Regions from separate parts of the Mus musculus genome. Here region 2 is linked to region 1. The links are chromatin contacts, called in public HiChIP or PLAC-seq maps. All regions are on one chromosome and are shown on one strand. The core of a region is the stretch at or near the end of the contact, and the rest is flanking DNA. Distances in the headings are between cores, read along the strand shown.

Region 1 (2,521 bases), core at 16-2,515:
AGACAAAAAGATCTGGCCTTGGGATTGCTAAGTGTAGTGACAGGGTCTCACTCTGCTGCTCTTACACCCATAATTCTGCTCCAGCCTCCTGGAGGAGCTAGGATGACAGACCTGTGCTCTCACTCCTGGCTGGGTCTGGTAACTTAAGACAGCCCTATACCTGGTGACATGGGTCCTCCCTGCTCCCTTCCCGGGGGGCAGATCTTCAACCACCACCTGAGCACTCACCCCATCGGTCCCCCAGTTTACCCATATGCCCCCCACTGTCACCACCCTGCCTGGTGGATTTCTTCCTCACCCTCCAAATTTCACTCTGTACTTCCCAGACCGGCCCGTGGGAATCATGCGCCTCCTGGGGGCTTCCTGAGCAGCTGGGGTGTCCCCCATCTTGCCTCTGGTCACCTCTCTTCTAGAGCTTTCACTGTCTTAATGTCTGCTGAACCCACATTTCCCCCAGGACAAGGAGTCCTGGTGTCTGAGTCATGTGTTTCCCCAGGGCATCTTGGGGCCCCACCTCCTCCTGGCTCAGCACCAGCTCTGGGTATTGGGCTTTTCCCTGATTATCACGTGAGGAAAACTGAGGCTGGAGAGGGTGTGGGAAGGATGTGTGAAGAGATCTTGATTCTAGGGAACACTCTAGTCCAGGGGTTCTTAACCTTCCTAATGCTATGACCCTTTAATAAGTTCCTCATATTGTGGGGACCCCAACGACAAAATTGGTTTTGTTGTTATTCCATGACTAATTTTGCTACTGTCATGAAGCATAATGCAAATATCTGTTTTTTTCAGATCGTCTTAGGTGGCCCCTGTGAAAGGGTCGTTTGACCCTCCCCAGGTTGAGAATTGCTACTGCACTCAGTCTTCCTTTCCAATGTTTTTCAAAGTTTCCAAAATCTTCCTGTTCCAAAGTGTTCCTGCCCACTCACCAGACACCCCATTAGCAGTATTCCCCAGCGGCCATGACGCACAGCCCTAGTGAACTCTAGTGGTCACCAAACTGTCCTGTAGGTAAGCTCCACCTCGGTGTCTGGTTTTATGAACCTCAAGGGGGCACCATCTCCTGTCTCAAGTGCTGGCATCCGGGCCCAAGACCCCTAGAGCACAGAGAGGTCACAGTGGCGCCCAAGGATGCACAACTCGTGAGCATCGGTGCTCACCTGCGAGGGCCGGGCTTGGTGGGGCCTGGCTGCCTAGGGCGGGCCGCCAGCGGCGTCCAGGGCCGCCGATGTTGTGGAGCTGTTAGCCTGGTGCCAACGGGTCTGAAACGGGTGGCGCGGGCTCGTGGGGCGGGGCATTGCGAAGGGGGCGGGGCCTACCAGAGCCTTAAGGCCTGCAGCTTAAGGGCAGGAGAAGGATAGGACCAGGCGACAGGGGCGGGGCCTGGAGAAGGTGGGGCCTAGTTGAATGGCACAGAGGGTAAGGGTAGAGCCTGGAGTTGTGGGCGTGGCTGAGTCTTCGGGGTGTGGTCAGGTCTCGTGGGCGGAGTCGTGTTTTAGGAGCTTGGCAGAGCCAACCTTGTGCTACAAACCAGGCTTATGGGTGGAGCAAGAATTAATTGTACAGCCAGGCGTAGTGGCATACGCCTTTAATCCCAGCACTCGGGAGGCAGAGGCAGGTGGATTTCTGAGTTCGAGGCCAGCCTGGTCTACAAAGTGAGTTCCAGGACAGCCAGGACAGCTATACAGAGAAACCCTGTCTCAAAAAAAAAAAAAAAAAAAGCGGAGACCAGGCTTCCAGGGGAGTCTATTCCTGGTGAGCGTGGTATTACATCTCAAGGATGGGACAATGCTTTGTGGGCGGAGGCATGAGTCAAGGGCCAGGAAGGAAGGAAGGAGGGAGGGGGTTTGGGTAAACTAGAAAGGACAGGAAAGCCTTGGGAAGAGGTCAGGGAGGAAAGGCAGGGGTCTGGCATCTGGAATCTCTGCGGGCAAGGCCAAGATAAGGCCAGCCGTAGAACAGAAAAGGGTCAAGCCAGGCAGTGGTGACACATGCCTTTAATCCCAGTACTTGGGAGGCAGAGACAGAGGCAGGCCTGGTCTACAGAGTGAGTTCCAGAACAGCCAGGGCTACACAGAGAAACTCTGTCTTGAAAAACCAAAAGGAGGAGGAGGAGGAGGAGGAGGAGGAGGAGGAGGAGGAGGAGGAGGAGGAGGAGGAGGAGGAGGAGGAGAAAAGAAGAAAAGGGTCAAGTCATGATCCAGGGAGGGAGGCAGAGACTAGGGCATGGCTGGGGTATCAGGGACAGGCTCAGAAAAGGTGGGTCTGAGCTTCATTCTGCAGGGCAGGAGTTAAGTTCAAACTGGTCTCAAGCTTTATTATGTAGGGGAATGCAGATTAATCCTCCACCCTATATAATGACAGCAGCCTCTCACTGAGCTACATCTCCTGCATTTGGGAAGAGCATCTTCCAAGCACACTAAGCACAGTATACTCCAGCCCAACTAAACATTGCTGAATTGGGGATTAGGAGTGGGAAGGTTGCACACCAGTGAGCACGGTTGAGCCAGGTCTGTATCTGTCA
Region 2 (2,521 bases), core at 14-2,513, 220 kb after region 1:
CTCCATGGCCTCTGCATCAGCTCCTGCTTCCTGACCTGCCTGAGTTCCAGTCCTGACATCCTTTGGTGATTAACAGCAATGTGGAAGTGTAAGGTGAATAAACCCTTTCCTCCCCAACTTGCTTCTTGGTCCTGATGTTTGTGCAGGAATAGAAGCCCTGACTGAGACACCAAGCTACAGAGTCTTTTACCACGTCATTTAGTTTTGGAACGAGGGCTCACTGAGTTGCCCAGGCTGGCCCGGAATTTACTTGGTAGCTCAGCATGGCTTCTAGCTCCGGATCCTTCTTTTGGGGGCTGGCAAGCGCTAGGATGAGGGGTGGGAGCCATCTCCCCTAGATTACATTCACTCCCATGTAGTCAGGAAGAAGAAGCAGCTATCCAGAAGCGGCTGGTGAGCTGGTGACAGCTCACCTCAAGGTAACTTATTCTCAGAAGGTTTTGGGGGGAGGGAACTTAAGTATTAGAAGGATTGGAATGGCCTAAGAAGGAAATAAGTTTGGCTCCTGACTCTGTAAAGTTCTGGGCAGGTCAGAGAATAACATTGCTTTGAACTCTTAATTGAGAGCCTCCGACCTATAGGGTCCAATTTGACTGATGATTTATTAATTAACTTATTGCTCACATCTTTAATCCCAGCTCTCAGGAGGCAGAGGCAGGTGGATTTTGGTAAATTCGAGGTCAGACTGGTCAACAGAATGAGTTCCTGGACAGCCAGGGACACCCTGTCTCAAAAAAAAAAAAAAAAAAAAAAGCATGTAAATAAACAATAAGCAGATAGGCTAGAAAAGTGAAAAAATAGAAAAGCTAAAGAAGGGGAAAAATTGAAAAATGAAAAAAAAAAGAAAGAAAGAAAAAGCCAGAAAAACAGAAAAAGAAAATTGACGGGAAGGGAAGAGAAAGAAAAAGAACAGGAAATGGAAAGAAAAGAAAAAAGCAAAGCAAAGCGAAGGGACGCGAAGCAAGCCTGTGCAACTGGGATTTGAACTTGACCCCGCCTGGTCTCTCTCGCTTTCCTCCGCAGGGTTTCCCCGGGTCCCCGCTTCCGGCTGGCGGCGACGTCGGAGGGCAACCGAGGACGTGCGTGCGCCGCTGCGTGCGTAAGTGCGTGCGTCGGTCGGAGGAGGGCGAGTCCAAGGGGGCGTGGCGTGCGAGGGGTGGCGCGCGCGGCGCGGCGGGCGGAGGCTCTGGGCGCGCACCGCCTCTTGGCTCCCGGCCTCCCCCGCGCGCGCTCGCCGAGTGGTTCCGCCCGACCCCCCGGCTCATTGTGCCTTCTCCTCACGCCGGCCCAAGATGGCGGCGGCTCTAGACGCCCCGGCTCTGTGACTCCTACAAAGAGGGGAGCTGGGGCCACACGGGAGCGGCGGCCGAGGCACAGGCCGGGCCGTCTGTCCTCAGCCGTCCGCCCCGCGTCCGCCCGTGTCCGCCCGCCCGGCTTCCCGCCGGTGGCCCCGCCCCTCCCCCAACCGCCCGCCTAGCATGGTGCGGCGGCCGCGCGCGCCGACATGGGCGAGAAGCTGGAGCTGAGGCTCAAGTCGCCTGTGGGCGCCGAGCCCGCCGTCTACCCGTGGCCGCTGCCGGTCTACGTGAGTGTACTTGCGGAGAACGCGGGGGTAGGAGTCGTGGGGCTCCGCGGCGGCAGCGGCGGCGGCGGCGGGTCCTTGGCCGTTCTCGGCCCGCGCCTGCCGTTGCCCTGACGCGGCCGGTCGCGTTGTCGCCGCCGCCGGCCCGGAGCCCCGCGTCTCCAGCCTTTGAGGACCTGAGTCTGGACCGACCTTGTGGGCAGGGGTGTAGAGACTGAGAAGTCGGGGATTCCTTGCCTTTCGTGGCGACCCCTCATGTTGTCACCTCAAATTGTCACCTCACGTGCCCTCTTCCAGTCATCTGTTTCTTATCCTGATGCCTTCTCCTATTGTCCTCTATGCCCTTTCTCGTTGTCACCTTTTGATGTTCATGGGCAGGTGCTAAAAAGAACCCTAGGAAGTCAGGGGGAGGTTGGCCCTTGGGTTTGGGTTGTCCCCCCACGTTCGTGGAGTGGTAGGAGGGCTCCGAATAGTTGTTTCTTCATGTCAGGGTGCCCGGCTGAAAGAACCTGAGAAGTTAGAGAGGTTGTCATCTCAATTTGTACCTCATGTGTCGTTTGACGTTGGTGGATTGGCCTGGAGGTACATTGGAATGCTGGAGCAGTTGTTTCTTAATGTTGGTGGCATGGCTAGAGGGGACTTAGGGAGTCTGGAGGTTGTCCTCTCATGCTGGTGGGTAGAGCTGGTGCGACTCTGCAAAGCTGGAGGTGTTATCCCTTAAAGTGGAAGTGCCAGAGGCAAGTGGGTTCTGAAGTCCAGGAGGGCCTGCGGAGGTCAGTGTACTGTCCCCTTGTGGCCCTTTGTATGCTTTGAGTAGAAGATACAGCAGTGGGGTTCCCTGGTGCTGCTGAGTTCACATCCTCACTGGGGTCCCAGGGAACATGTGTGTCCTGGGATGCCCTTGCACCTGTCCTCTGCCTCTTCGAATTAGGCAGCCCT

Evidence for each region. HiChIP or PLAC-seq counts read pairs in DNA pulled down with a chosen protein or histone mark.
Region 2: a FOXA1 HiChIP or PLAC-seq map of pancreatic cancer cells shows a contact between it and region 1. The contact joins the promoter of Dot1l here to the promoter of Atp8b3 in region 1. A contact is called at or near these places in 7 of 39 promoter capture datasets (the C10 cell line, cranial neural crest, embryonic stem cells and 4 more), 2 of 115 datasets of contacts at active chromatin or transcription factors (pancreatic cancer cells and pro-B cells) and 2 of 9 other capture datasets (adipose tissue and pancreatic islet).

The regions. Positions count from the first base shown.
Region 1 is chr10:80,537,859-80,540,379 of GRCm38.p6, forward strand. It overlaps Atp8b3 (ATPase, class I, type 8B, member 3), which reads right to left and starts at 1,266. Exons shown (of 28, transcript NM_026094.3): 1 at 1,158-1,266.
Region 2 is chr10:80,753,940-80,756,460 of GRCm38.p6, forward strand. It overlaps Dot1l (DOT1-like, histone H3 methyltransferase (S. cerevisiae)), which reads left to right and starts at 1,264. Exons shown (of 28, transcript NM_199322.2): 1 at 1,264-1,585. The coding sequence starts at 1,505.